Regions from separate parts of the Mus musculus genome. Here all the other regions are linked to region 1. A link is a contact called in public Hi-C, capture Hi-C and promoter capture Hi-C data. All regions are on one chromosome and are shown on one strand. The core of a region is the stretch at or near the end of the contact, and the rest is flanking DNA. Distances in the headings are between cores, read along the strand shown.

The links. Promoter capture Hi-C pulls out the DNA fragments that hold promoters and counts their contacts. Hi-C and Micro-C count contacts between places; a contact is called where the count stands out from the background. Capture Hi-C pulls out chosen DNA fragments and counts their contacts.
Region 2: a contact with region 1 is called in a Hi-C map of cerebellum, with 3 times the contacts expected there. The contact joins two enhancer-like sites. A contact is called at or near these places in 1 of 39 promoter capture datasets (embryonic stem cells), 14 of 484 Hi-C or Micro-C datasets (cerebellar granule neurons, cerebellum, differentiating embryonic stem cells and 3 more) and 1 of 9 other capture datasets (embryonic stem cells).
Region 3: a promoter capture Hi-C map of embryonic stem cells shows a contact between it and region 1. The contact joins two enhancer-like sites. A contact is called at or near these places in 1 of 39 promoter capture datasets (embryonic stem cells), 13 of 484 Hi-C or Micro-C datasets (Th1 cells, embryonic stem cells, nephron progenitors and 2 more), 2 of 115 datasets of contacts at active chromatin or transcription factors (both in embryonic stem cells) and 2 of 9 other capture datasets (embryonic stem cells and pancreatic islet).
Region 4: a capture Hi-C map of embryonic stem cells shows a contact between it and region 1, with 5 times the contacts expected there. The contact joins two enhancer-like sites. A contact is called at or near these places in 4 of 39 promoter capture datasets (embryonic stem cells, hippocampal neurons and liver), 9 of 484 Hi-C or Micro-C datasets (the G1E-ER4 cell line, embryonic stem cells, nephron progenitors and 2 more), 3 of 115 datasets of contacts at active chromatin or transcription factors (all in embryonic stem cells) and 2 of 9 other capture datasets (embryonic stem cells and pancreatic islet).

What each region holds. Positions count from the first base shown.
Region 1 is chr16:48,561,238-48,564,718 of GRCm38.p6, reverse strand. It overlaps Morc1 (microrchidia 1), which reads right to left. Exons shown (of 27, transcript NM_010816.1): 16 at 3,079-3,184. Among named protein-coding and RNA genes, the nearest start is that of Gm41458, 51 kb to the left of the region's middle. Within about 2 kb of position 2,173, at least 14 of the 459 cell types and tissues checked have an H3K27ac peak or open chromatin away from gene starts, as enhancers often do. A contact at or near this core is called in cerebellum and embryonic stem cells, where this site is marked.
Region 2 is chr16:48,370,953-48,374,444 of GRCm38.p6, reverse strand. No RefSeq gene overlaps it. Among named protein-coding and RNA genes, the nearest start is that of Gm5485, 40 kb to the left of the region's middle. Within about 2 kb of position 1,729, at least 9 of the 459 cell types and tissues checked have an H3K27ac peak or open chromatin away from gene starts, as enhancers often do. A contact at or near this core is called in cerebellum, where this site is marked.
Region 3 is chr16:48,420,697-48,424,328 of GRCm38.p6, reverse strand. No RefSeq gene overlaps it. Among named protein-coding and RNA genes, the nearest start is that of Morc1, 8.7 kb to the left of the region's middle. Within about 2 kb of position 1,563, at least 11 of the 459 cell types and tissues checked have an H3K27ac peak or open chromatin away from gene starts, as enhancers often do. A contact at or near this core is called in embryonic stem cells, where this site is marked.
Region 4 is chr16:48,318,609-48,322,316 of GRCm38.p6, reverse strand. It overlaps Dppa2 (developmental pluripotency associated 2), which reads right to left. Exons shown (of 7, transcript NM_028615.1): 7 at 2,804-3,684. The coding sequence ends at 3,606. Among named protein-coding and RNA genes, the nearest start is that of Dppa2, 10 kb to the right of the region's middle. Within about 2 kb of position 1,781, at least 7 of the 459 cell types and tissues checked have an H3K27ac peak or open chromatin away from gene starts, as enhancers often do. A contact at or near this core is called in embryonic stem cells, where this site is marked.

The DNA.
Region 1 (3,481 bases), core at 924-3,423:
GGAGATGCAGACGTCAATTCCTTAGATGTCTCCTTGTGATGGTTTGTATATCCTTGGACCAGGGAGTGGCACCATCTGGTGGTGTGGCCTTGTTGGAATAGGTGTGACCTGGTTGGAATGGGTGTGTCACTGTGGGTGTGGGCATAAGATCCTCACCCTAGCAGCCTTTGGATGAAGACATAGAACTCTCAGCTCCTCCTGCACCATGCCTGCCTGGATACTGCCATGCTCCACCTTGATGATAATGGACTGAACCTCTGAACCTGTAAGCCACCCCCAATTAAATGTTGTTTTTTATTGCCTTGGTCATGGTGTCTGTTCACAGCAGTAAAACCCTAGCCTAAGAAGTTTTCTATTGTTGATACGTGGAAGGAGGGGAAAGTTGCATCCAGTCACTAAAAGAGGAGGTGGAGGGAATCAGAAAACATAAGGGTGTTGGGCTTAGAGAGAGAGGAGACTGGGAATGGGGAGGACCTCTCCACACTGGAAACAGAGAAGGAAATAGAAGGCAGAAGGAAACCACCCGCTCTTCAACGCTTTTCAGTGCGTTGAGCATGGATTTCTCTTGACCCCTACCAGCAGAGAAGAGTGAGGAACTACCACTGAATTCAAGCACTGCTGTGAAAAAACCACTTCATTCTGCCTTCATGTGGTGTTGGCTATTATTGTTATTTTCCAAGGAAGGTGCTACATAAACAAAGCCCAAGGATGACTGCACAAGGATGTCTATACAGCCACCAACCACATGAACCTGAAGACACTTACGGAGCAGCATTTACACAGGACTACTTCATTTGAGAAAAGAACCTCCTGGCCATGTTAAGTTTTTATTCAGAACAGAGAAAGGAAGTATTTTATTAAAATGAAGCACACGCAACTGTCTACCTTCAAAGATCTTTGGACAATTTTAATATGCAGTACAACCTCTATGTATTTTGCATCCTTTCTGAAACAGAGGAGACTTTGCTTCAGCCAAATACAGGCATCATTTTTACCCCGCTGGTGATCCCTGCATTCAATACAGATGAATGCATATCATGAATATAATGGGAGCGTGCTGACAGCTATTTCTCAGAGATTGTAACAAAAATGTAGTTTCCCTCTGTGCTTGAACCAGAAAACAAACAAGACTTCAGTAGCCTCAACAAAACTGGCTCTATGTTAGTTTGTCCAGGCTGCTGGCCCTGAATACTACAATGGGTAAGATGGTTTTAATCATTAAATGCATGTAAAGTGGAACTGAGTTCCATAGGATGTTCTATTACAGACTCTCTGCTTCAAGTTCAGCTTGAAGGGAGAATCGCCAGCAGGTCACTAAAGCCTTCTGGGTATCTGTGCTTTCTCCTCTTAGGGATGGAATGAGTTCACAGGACTTTTATGAAGATGGAAGGGTAAGCTTTTGTGTTTACAAAAGGGGTGTTTCTGTCTCAAGTTCTGTTTCATAGACCATTGTTCATTCAAACGCCATCCACTAGCATTGATTTTGGTGGCTACTAGGAAGCCATTTTGGACCACCAACTGTAGGCTCTGGGACTCTAGGCAATACCTTGTCTACTCTCAAGACTCTTGACAGTTCTTGTTCTCACAGAACATGCCCTAATACACAACCATATCAGGTTTGTTTATATGAGTTTATTTTATATGATTCTATCATCTAAACTCAACAGTGCATAGGTCTCCTGGCAGACATCAATCCCCACTTTTCATGAAGGTAGGTCCAGACTGCGACGCTGAATCAGAGGACTGAGTGAGGTCACAGGACTGATTCCCAGTCTTCCCCCAGGAGTCATCGTATCCACACAACAGACTGTGAGTTCCCTATGCAGGAAGCGTCTGCTCCCAATTAGATGCTCTTACATCTTGCTAAGCCTCCTGCTGCTGTTTTCTGCATATTTTATTATAATCTGTTCAGTGGGGATGACATACAGATGGTCAGTATTATGCCATTGTGTTGAAAGGTTCAGGGACTTCGGGGAACAAGAAATAGAAGCACTTTCTGGTATTTATAGTTTCAGAGTCCATCAATTTTCTGTCAACACAACTAAATTTGTCTTGCCTCTCCTTGCAAGTGGAATTATCTGGATGCGTAAAAGGGACAAAGTTAATGTGGTCTTGAGGATGATTCTGCAATGCTTTGTGAGGCATCCCTAGTTGCTAAGGGATGAGGGCGAGAGCATGCTAGTTCAGGGTCACGGGACAATGGAAGTAAAGAAAGCTGTGAAAGGCAGCTTCCCGGGGGGTTAGTCTTCAGAGCTGGATAAACATACTTGAAGAAGAGGGATTACTCTCGGGTCCACATTAGTAAAAGTGATCCCTTTACTCTTTAGCTCTAAGGACATAGAGGAGATTGTACAGAGAAAGCAGTGCTGGGGTGGGGCGAAGATGCCTCTATTAAAAAGGAATACTAACTCCCTTCCCTAGAGAAAGGATATTAGTCTAAAAGGGCTCGACAGCCATCAATATTTAATCAGCCCTTTTTCCTGTTTAGTCTGAACTTTTTCCTCTAGCATATAAAATAATGGAATCAATACATGACTTAATTTTTTTTTAAATCATATATTCTAACAGCTTAGAGCTGCTGGACACACCCTCTCAGGAACACTCCTGTAAGAGCAAGTTGTTGGCTTGTGTGCATGGATGGGAGATGCAGCTCAGGAGGCCAAGGCTTCCTGCTAGGTGGAAGGCCCACACACATGAGGCCCTGTGCTTTGTGATAGCAGATCTGTTTTTTGTTTGTTTGTTTTGAGACAGGGCTTCTCTGTGTAGCCCTGGCTGTCCTGGAACTCACTCTGTAGACCAGGCTGGCCTCGAACTCAGAAATCCACCTGCCTCTGCCTCCCAAGTGCTGGGATTAAAGGCGTGCGCCACCACCGCCCGGCCAGATCAGTTTAAATCAATAGAAAAATATACTAACCAACAATATTCTCATAGATAGCCAAGGAGTTTACAAAGGCTTTAAAGAGAAATGGGCCTCTAAGGTAAAAATCTCTCTATAACTGACACTTTCAAGGTTTATAAGGGATACCTTAGGAATTTTACATTGACAAGAGAATTTTTGGAGAATTACTCAACACTTACCTGTTTTCCAGGTTGTTGGGATTACTGGCACAAATCCATAGGTCAGGTAATCCTTTTTCCTGGTAATTGGAAGAGGAAGGCAGGACTCTCCATTTGAGACAAAGATCTGACCATTAAGACAAAAACACAAAAGAAATGAATCTATTTAAACAAACAAACAAACAAACAAACAAGTCAGTTCAGCCACACCCGAAGCAGTGGCCCTTTGAGCACACACCCCGTGCCTGTTGACTGTCTATTTCTGCCTTCCAGGAGCTATATGCAAAGCTCATCTAGAAATGTGCAATCATCATCGTGACTGCTCCAGCTCCCTCCAGACTGGTTGCTATTACTTGTGAGCAAGGAACCTCGCTAGACCACCCTCTCCCTCTTGACTCCCATAGTGTCCAGCCCACTCCCATCC
Region 2 (3,492 bases), core at 480-2,979, 190 kb after region 1:
TTTGACATCAGTGATAATTATTATGGACCTAACATTTGGAATTTTATAGAGATATAAAAAAAGACAAAGACAAATGCAGCCCAGGATTGCCAATGCATGTGACTTGAAGGAACTAGACTAGAGCTAACCTGGCAAGAATTGGTTTGTCCCACAGAGAAGACAGTACGGTTATGCCAGGCAGGAGGTGGAAAGGCTATACTGACAGGTTGGATACTTGAAAGGCTCAATAAACATAAATCTGAAGATGGTGAGTGTTGTAACAACAGTCTAACATGACTGTACAGCATCAACTTGGGGCGTTCTAAACTGTCTCTGCAAGCTCACAAAAGGCTGGTGTGTGACCCTCACTCATGAAGCAGCCTGGATGCTCAACAAGATGCCAGTACCCCTGAGGAATCTCTATTCTGAGAGCCAACCACCATGCCCAACTTGGGCTAACAACTCTCCACTCTGCGGAGCACTTGTGCTCTTCCCCGTAGGTGGGACCACCTGGCCACTGAAAGCAGCCATTAAAGACCCAGAGCCAGCCATGATACCCGCAGAGTTGGCTAATGGAAATGGAGATTGTTCAAAAGGGAGCACCTCCTGGGATGCAGAGCTCTGTGGATCCCTCTCAGGCACAGGATGAAGCATTATCACCATCCTTTCCTCCTGCTGAGTCAGGTTCGGATTACACTCCAGGTCACTATGGGAACCTGGCAGAAATGAGTGTCTGGCTCTTTGTATCAGTCTTAGCTTCTTTAGCTCACATCTATCCTTCGGTGATGGCTCTTGTGGAAGAAAAAAAAAATGGATCAGGAAGGAAGGACAAAGGGAAGGAAGGAAGGAAGGAAGGAAGGAAGGAAGGAAGGAAGGAAGGAAGGAAGGAAGGAAGATCGCAAACAGGCAATTTCTTGTTGAAGGCAATGTAATCCACTAAAGGCAATGAAGACACTGATACTCTTCTTGAGGCAATTTAACAGTGCAGTAACCAGTCCCTTAGAACTGATATCTTCATCCTATGCCAAGGAAGTAGACACACTTTAAATGTGGTTTATATGTGGCTATTCCTTATGGAATGATCTAACATAAAAACAAAATGGGGAAAAAAATAACATCCAACAATTAAAGAATAGCCACACGAATTCTGCTATAGTCATGCACAGTGATGTTACTTACTCATCAAAAGTGTTTAATATTTGATATTGTGATGTTAAGAAATAAAGCCCACAGAGGAAACAATATAGAGGGTGTAGTTAAGGCATTTCTGCATACAGAGCACTTAACAAACAGAGACTTAACAAAATAAATAGTAGTTTTCCTTATGGTGTGCAGGATAGTAGGTGATCGTCTTAATTTTCTAGCTGTGTGTACAAAACTTATACCAAGACTATATCCTTATTTTGTCTGTAAATAAATACATGTATAATTAGAAAGAATAGGAGGCAAACCAAAAGCAGAAGGGTAAATTGTAAATTATAATCAAATCTCTTACAGATACATTAATTCAGATTTATGTTACAATCTGTTCTGCCTACCCACACAATCCTTGCCTTTTCCCTCCCCCAAATCACCACCACCATCCCTAGCTTGTGGACATTAAGGACGTGGAAGCATCTTTTATATTTGCCATAAGGCAAGCTGGTTGGAACGGACGAGGAACAAACCATCTTTCCTCATGAGTGTCAAACTGTTCTGAGCAAGGCCCCTGTCCTATCCAGCCTACTATGACAAAGTATGGCAAGGCCAACTGGGGGCAGCTAAGGCTGACAGCTGGTGCCCTGGGCTATGTCAGCCTTGCTGAGTGGCCAGGCAACTTAAAAAGACAACAGGAAACAGATGGCCAGCCTGGTCTCCTCTTTGGCTAGTCTATGAGGACCATCTGGAGGAAAGAAAATCGGTCCGCTGCCTGGTGACGAAGGTGCTGTGGTAAAGCCCAGTCCTCACATTTTGCAGTGTGTAATGCCCAGGGAGAAAGTGAGGGAGATCTTTGGGAATTAATGAGAAACAAAGACTAGTGTCACAGCTCATGCCACACAAGGAGCCATTACTAAAGGGCACAGTGTTCTTGAGCCAGGACCCCACAGAATTCCAAAACCCTTGAGACTTATGGTCCTGCGAATGCTGCCCAGAGATGCTTTCAGTCAGGGCTTCAGACTAGAATTCCCATCTTTTACTCTGCTTGTAGGTCAACTTCTCCAGCATTGTTCCATGTCTCTGAGTTGACCCGACCATCAGTCAATTCTGCTGGGATGTCCTCTCTGCTTGTACCACATGTCTTTGCATAACTTTAATTTTGTAACTAAAATGCTGGCTTGTTCAAATGGAGGTAATAAACCCCAGTCCTTTCAGTGTGGCTTGGGGTCTTGGTCCTGAGAGTTAAAACTGTCATGAAGGCTGTTCCCATGTGAAGACAAATGGAAAATGACAGGGAAATCGAAATGAGAGACTGCAGCCCCTTCTGAATGCTCTCTGCATTCTGTTTTATTCCTGCAGCCCAGTAACTTGGGAATCTATAGGCAGTTGTTAATGGTTACTAGAGGAAGGAGAGACATTTTCTTCAGTGGTGTAGCTATGGTAATATTCCCACGCTCCTGAAATCACAGCTGTATCCATGCTCCAGTAAGTAATTCTAATGAAATTCATGGCGTCATCAAGAAGAGACAGGAAAGCAGAAGAGAGATTTAGAAAGAGGAAAGGGATCAGTGTGGGTAGCAGGGAGATGAAAATGATCGGGATTCATTACATACATGTATGAGTATGTTATAATGAAGTCCATCATTACCTAATAATATATAGTTTATATATGCTGTTAACATAAACAATGGGCTGACATTATTACTCAGTGGTAGAAGGCTTGTCTAGCATGTGTGAGGTCCAGCACTGAAAAAACAAAAAATAAAAAGAGTGCAAGAGGGCTGGAGATGTGGCTTAGTGGTTAAGAGAACCAAATGCTCTTCCAGAGGTCCTGAGTTCGATTCCCAGCAACCACATGGTGGCTCACAACCATCTGTAATGGATGCCCTCTTCTGGTGCGTCTGAAGACAGTGAACTCATATATGTAATATAAATAAATCTTTAAAAAAGAAAAGAAAAGAATTCAAGCCATGTATCAAGGGTAGTAAGATAGAGGCTCTAGACACTGATGACCACAGGGTTACTACATTGTCCTGGAATTCCTACTTCATAGCTGTTTTTAATGTATTCAAATTTGCATCTTCTATAAGATACTGATAGCTTTTTCCTGTGCCATGTCACAAATCGAATCCTAATGACATGGAGACTTGGAAGGTATGTTGTGACTGCCAGGCTGGAATTGTTACATTGTATAGTAAAAATAAATAAGCAAAAAAAAAAAAAAAAAAAAAATACACGCAGAGATTCTTTGAACAGACTGAGGATTGATTATTGAAGAATTGGAATGTCTTTGCCCAAAAGGACACCATTACTTTGTTGAAAACATACATAGAGATGAGTTTTAAAAGGGAAATGGGGCTAAAGAGATGGCTCAGC
Region 3 (3,632 bases), core at 314-2,813, 140 kb after region 1:
GGCTCCCTATTAGAAAGCAAAGAGACAAAACAAGAGGATTGAACTTTGGAACACTCTTTAATGAAAATCTTTTTTAAAGTCCAAAGGTAGGAAAAAGTCTCACGCACGTAAGATAGACTGGTACCTTGGCCTTTGGGCTTAGCACTTACCAACGTGTGCTGAGTCACTGGCAATTCCAAAGGAGAGAAAAGCACATTTTTTTTTCCTGCTGTTACAAAAAAAAAAAAAAAGTACCATCTCTTAAAATGTCTTCTAACTCAAATTGCAGAGCTCTGAAATGGATCAAATTGTCTTGTATGCTCTCAAATGGGTCATTTGAGTCTAGGGACCTTACTTACCTGTAATTGTTCTATCTTCCCGTCTTATGCTGCAACAAGATCTGGAGGCTGCCTAGTATAAGATATTAAAAAACAAAACAAAACAAAAAATAAAACCTACTTTAGTGGAATTAAATTGCTTAGTATCTGAATTTTTCTACTATTTTCATATCTCTTCAATATCACAGTGCTAAACCGCTACTATTTGAGATGAGATCAAAGTATGTTGCCATAAAAGAATTATAGGGCATGCACTATATATAGAAACAAAGTGGACAACACTTTGAGAATAGTTTCTGTTGACCTTATTATGCAATTGAGCTATAATTACCTTTGGTTCACCATAACAATCATATGGTAATAATGAAAAAAATATAACATGCAGAAATAAGAGGAGCCTCTCTGTGATTTCAGAGATCCTCTGCCTTGAGCTTTCTTCCCTGGGGTCTTGATTTAGAGGATAAAATATCTTCAACAAGCCCTAAGAACTTCCATTTTACAGCAGAGAGAAATTTGAGGGTGTGGCGGGGGAGAATTGCCACGTGGACTATATGTGGCCACACTTAGTTTCAAGGCTCCAAGTTAGAGTATGAACCTTATTCTGCCTTCTTTGCTCAGAGACACTGGCAGGCCAGCCCCAGCTTCCATGGCGTCTAAAGCCCTGTCCAGAAAGAAGGCTTGCTCAGAGAACATATCTTAATAGTATGGTCAGTAGTGGATTGTCTTTCTAAGCCTCTGAATGAAAATCATGAAAGGCTATTGGGAAACAGAGTCGAAAAAAGAAAAGAAAAGAAAAGAAGGGAAGGGAAGGGAAGGGAAGGGAAGGGAAGGGAAGGGAAGGGAAGGGAAGGGAAGGGAAGGGAAGGGAAGGGAAGGGAAGGGAAGGGAAGGGAAGGGAAGGGAAGAGGGAAGAAAAGAGCTAACAGAATAGAACAGAATGTGAGATGGAAGGTATTGTATACAAGACTCCATAACGTTCTTAGCCTTCCAAATTCCACATTTTTCCCAATTTTCTTTTAAGGTTTATTTTTATTTATGTGTGAACACGTGCTAGTGAGTGCCCACAGCGGTCAGAAGATGTAGGGTCACCCCTGGAGCTGGAGCTGCAGACCATTGTGAGCAATACAAAGTAGGTCCTGGCGACTGAACTCAAATTCTCTGCAGGAGCAGCAAGCACTCTGAACCAGAGAGCCAGCATTCCAGAGCACAGACCATCCAGTTCCAGGGCAAGTACAAAGGTTGAGAGCAGGAAAGGAGGCACTTGTTGAAAGTCTGCTTACTCAGGACTTCCTCATTTGCATCTTTATAGAGCCTAGATTCGTCTCTCTCTTCTTGAGGGGATGCCTGCCTCTTTAAAACCCTGATTGTCTTTCCCATTCCTACAATTACCTCTATTCTCTAAGCAGTTAGAACTAAATAGGGAAGTTGCTTCCCAAAGCTCCTCACCCCATTGTCTATGGATGGGCCATTACCACTGCCATGCTAAAGTGTGTGGATGCCACCATGCTTAGAGTAACATTACCATTCCTGTTTATTATTTAATTTGCAATGTTTGTGTCTGCAAAGGCATACATGTGTAGCTTGCATGTAGAGGCTTGAAGGTGACATCCAGTGTCTTGCTTTTTATTTATTGAGCCAGGATCTCTGACTGAATCTGGATTGTGAGTACTCTAGCTGGCCAGCTAGTTCCAGGGACCCCTCATTTCTGTCTACAGGGTGCTGGGATTACACATGACCTCCTCTTGTTGCTAAGCTTTCTGTGTGGGTTCTGAGGACCCAACCATCTTCACATTTGCACTGCAAGCACTTTACTGATCTATCTCCCCAGACCCTATTCATTTTTGTTAATACCTAATCTACACAGATAAAACTCTTCTTAAATACCACTGGTTATGAATATTAATCCTTTCCAAGTCCCTCTGGTAGTCATCACCCTGCCCCAGAGTACGCTGTGACCTGCCAATAGTCCACCAAGGCACTGAACTCACTGGACTTGTCTGTATTCATTAAATTTTATCCATTTAGTTCAAAACTTTCTTCAAGAAAGCTAGATAACCAGGACATGACAGCCACCTGTAATATTAACACTTAAGAGGCCAAGCCAAGAAGATTGCTGTGAGTTTGAAGCTAGCTTAGGCTACAAATTCAGACTACATAAGAACAAAACAGATATAGAGAGAGGGAAAGAGAGAGGAAGGGAGGGAGGGAGGGAGGGAGGGAGGGAGGGTGGGGAGGGAGGGAGGGTGGGGAGGGAGGGAGACATGTGGTTGATCATATTCTAGCCTATCTTCTGTCTCTCATTTTTTCTTCATACATCAATCCAATGCGACTCCCTCACATTCCTGCTTGTGTGGCTATATCTAACAAGATCATGTAATGGCGATAGCTTTATGTCATTGTGATATTGCTTATTCTTTCTGGGTTTATCGTTTCTTTTTCTCATTCTCCTTTACAAAACAAACATTCAGTGTCTCCACTGAAAATGTCATTATTCATGGTGTCATAATTCTCATCTAAAGTAATCAGAGGACTGTTGTTCTGGTGGAATCTCCAATAGCAGAAGAAGGCGCCAGTCTTACACAAAGGGTACTGAGACACAAAAAGGACCTGGAGACATCAGTTAAAAGTTAAAAGTCCTAAATGTCCCTTGCAGGTATTCTCTGTTTGGGGTTTTTCATAATTTCAAGAGCCATCCATGTAATATGCACTAAATCTGATCTTCTGGCTCCAAAGGATAAGTTTTTGATGGTCTTGAAAAGTCTGTTAAATACTGAAAACAAAGAAAAATGACTACAATAATTCATTTATTCCTTATTCCAAGGTCAGGAATGAACAAAATTTTAAGGATCACTCACATGCATGCACAAACATACTCACACTTTCTCTTTCTCCTCTCTCTCTCTGATTTGCACACACACACACATTCCCACACTTGTCGTTTCTGAGTAACCTCCTATAGGTAAAAGCAGCCCAGTCTAGCGTCCCCAGCTCACTAGTGCCCCCTTGTACCTGTCCTTGCTTCAGAAAGACTATCCATCCTGATCCATTGGCCAACCTCAATAGGAACACAAGCTAAAACTGTACACTAACTTTGACCTGTTGAAAAGGGACACAGAGAGAAATACTTTAACCACCTTGGAATCCTAAGAAAGAAACTGAATTGGAACAACTCTTAGGGAAGACGGCAGGACAGTGTTTCTTGTCTTTCTTAAAGCACTGTTCTAGCCACCAAGGGGCAGCAGCCTCACCAAACAAAACCATTGCGTCCTAGGCAGGTCTCACTGTAGCTCTGCCCTCAGACATCTCAACAGACGT
Region 4 (3,708 bases), core at 532-3,031, 240 kb after region 1:
ATTCTGTATCCTTGCCTTTTTTTTTTTTCCTTTGGAGACAGGTCTTCACCTTGTATCTCTGGCTAATCTGGAACTCACAAAGATGTCTACCTGCCTCTGTGTCCCATGTGCTAGGATTATAGGCTCAGCATCCCCCTTTCATTATGAGTGGAGCTTTGTACAATGAAAGGCTGAGAAGTAGATACCACACTGGGTTGTTTAGGGAATAGAAAGGAAAGAAGTCTGCACACCTTTCATACAGATTAGAACCCAGGAATACTTCGTCAGCACAGAGCTTCAGAACGGCCTAGCATGCTTACAAGCCCCGACTTTATCCCTAGTGCAAGAAAAAGAAATTAGCCAAGGGGTGGCGGCGTGGATTGTGATTGGGATCACCTTACAGTCTCCTTGCACGGAGCACAGCCCTGCTCCCATCAGTGCTCATTCTCCCCATGTCCAGGCTCTGCAATGCTGTTGCTGTTCCTTCTACCAAACCCTCTATTTTTATTCCCACCTGGGAAACACCAATGTCCCTAAAGTCCATGTAGGCACTTTCTGTAAATTCTGACTCTGTGAGTTGTTTGAAGGGGATTTTATTTTGTTATCATATATTTTCCTCCAAATTGTTCTTTGGACCCTGAGAAGGAAATAGTTTAAATGGCAAAAGAGACTTGGAAGATCTGATTAAAGCTCTTGATTTTTGTTTCATTTTTCCAAGCAGGGTTTCTCTGTAGCACAGGCTATCCTGAAATGAACTCTATAGACCTGATTGGCTCTACAACTCAGATGTGCCTGTCTCTGATCCCCAAGTTCTGGGATTAAAAGCATGTGCCACCAGGCTCAGCAAATTGAAGCTTTTGAAAGGGAAAAAATGACCTTAGATTATCTGGGCAGTGGTGGCCCATGCCTTTAATCCCAGCACTTGGGAGGCAGAGGCAGGCGGATTTCTGAGTTCGATGCCAGCCTGGTCTACAGAGTGAGTTCCAGGACAGCCAGGGCTACACAGAGAAACCCTGTCTCGGAAAACAAAAAGATTATCTGGTATAACCAATGCTGTCACAGGTTCCTGATTTAGAGCGGGTGGGGGGAGGGAGGATGTTGGCAAGAATCAAGGCAAGATTGAAGGAAGAAGAATCCATCGCACTGAAAGAACCGCAAAGGTTAACAATGTAACAATGTTTCAGTTTGCATGGAGAGGGAGACAGGTGTCTGGGCTGCAATTCTAAACTAAGAGGCAGACTGAACCTTAAATAACTATGGCCTCCTACCTCCTTTTAATGTCAAAATGACTTTTTTTTTATGTAGACAGCATTATGCCTGCAATGTATGCCTGCAGGCCAGAAGAGGGCACTAGATCTCATCACAGATGGTTGTAAGCCACCATGTGGTTGCTGGGTATTGAATTCAAGACCTCTGAAAGAGCAACCAGTGGTGGGTTATGGTTTTGTTTGCTTGTTTTTTGTACTTTGTAGACCAGGCTGGCCTCGAACTTAGAAATCCGCCTGCCTCTGCCTCCTGAGTGCTGGGATTAAAGGCGTGCGCCACCACGCCCGGCTTCCTTTTTTATTAGGTATTTTCTTCATTTACATTTCCAATGCTATCCCAAAAGTCCCCCTCCTCCTTCCTTTCTTTGGTTCCTCTCTCCATTCTTTTTGTTGTTGAGGCAGCCTAGCCACAAAATCCTAAAATGACTATTTAGTCTAATCTGGCCTCAATTTGCCACTTGCCATACGTAAGGCTGGCCTTGTGCTCCCATTACCCTCTGGCTTCTGAGCACCCCTGTGTTCTCAGTGCATGTTACTCTGCATGAGAGCACAGAGGGGGCTGAGGTAGAATTAGTTCCAAGGCTAGCCTGGACTACAGCAGAAATCCGAGCTCAATCTGGGTCAGCTCAAAAAAACAGACTGGAAGATGCCCAATATATCAAGTGCTGGAGTCGCTATAGAAAACCTTAGGGTCATTCCATAAAAGGTGAAATGGTGGTACCTATTACCCATGCCAGCACTAGAATAGTAGGAAGGGGGGGCTCAGAAGTTCCAAGTTATCCTCAGCTACAAGGAAAGTTTGAAGGCACTCAGAGCTAAGGAAGACTTGGTTTAATCCTAACAATATATCATGGTGCACTCCAGCAGTCTGGGTGTAGTGGCACACCTTATATCTGGTGATCTGAGAAGCAGAGGCAAGATCAAGAGTTTGGTATTGACCTAGGTTACACATCCTGAAGACAAGCCCGAGACACATCCGTCTCAAACCTGTGTGCGAGACTGAACAGACAGAGGCATGTTTGTGAATTTGGGGGACCAGCCGGGGCTCCCCAGAGTCTCTATCCTCACCATCAATTTACAGCTGGGAATGTAGCTCTGTAAAGTATGTGACCTGCTAGTATGCCTACAGCCCTGGGTTGAATGTCCAGCATTGTACGCTGTGGTACACTTCAGCACTTAGGAAATGAAGGCCCAAGGATCAACCAAGCCCATAAACATGCAGTCAAGGAGAGATGAGGAGTCTGTGGGAGCCATGCTCTTCCTGGGGAGCTACTACTGCCAGTTGATGACTGCTGGAGCACGGAGAGCCATCAGCAGTCAGTTCAGCTGCAGGCGAGTGAGCTGCCTGTACACTGGTAAATACACTGTATTCATGTCTGTGTGAGTGGCCCCAAAGGCCAAATTGGTAGGGCTACAGGCACAATAAGAGAAGACAGGGATGGTGAGTGTGATCGGAGTGGGAAATGTCAAGTAATAACACTTTAAAAAAATTAAAATACTCAAGACCAGCCTGTGCTGCAAAAGACCCTGTCTTGGATATATAAAAACCAACCAGATATCCATATGTAATAGCATCAATTCATAAGGCACATCTTGGACAATGGAATCTCAACATTAAGAAAAATCAATCGAGGACATGGATATTTCTCACAGGCATATTGCTAGGTAAAAGCCAATCTGAACGGTAGCATACTATATGATTTCAAATGTATGGCACTCTATAAACACTTGTCAACACCCAGGTTGTTTAGCACAAGCAATGAACTCTATACTAGTCAAACATACATCAGTACTGGCTAAGTGGTATTGTACAGGCATGTAAAACCCAACACGTGTCTGGTCTACCTAGAATTTCCAGGTCCACTGGAGTTGCTACATGATAAAGCCATACTCAAAAAAAATTATATATATTTTTAAAAAAAGTACTTTCTGCTTTGCTAATTTGAAACTGCTCCCCATCTCCCCCCTCCAAAAAAAAATTTATATAAAAAAAGTACAGCAAAACAAACCCAGTAAAACCGAATCATTTCTCAGGTAGCTAAGCATTTAGCCAATCCAGCACGAGGCCATGAGGAGCTGTCAGAGATGTTAAGATACAGCGAGGTGTTGTTAGAGTGATGCAAATCCAGCACGAGGCCATGAGGAGCTGTCAGTCAGAGATGTTAAAATGCAACGGGCTGTTGTTAGAGAGATGGATGCTGATTTGTCAACAGAGTCTCCACTCTGCTGGGAGACAGGAGGAGGGGCTTCTGATGACTGACAGCCAGGTTTTTGTTTGTTTGTTTTGTTTTGTTTGTTTTTAGCCATTATAGGGATCACAGAATATTCTTCCATTCCCTTTAGATCAGAGTAAAATCTTGTCTACGGCGGCATATTTGGGGGTAGGGCATTTTTCTTTGCACGGCTTCTAATTTTAAAGTTTCTTAGGATCTTCTTGTTGCTGTAAGACAAATGTTAAAGAAAA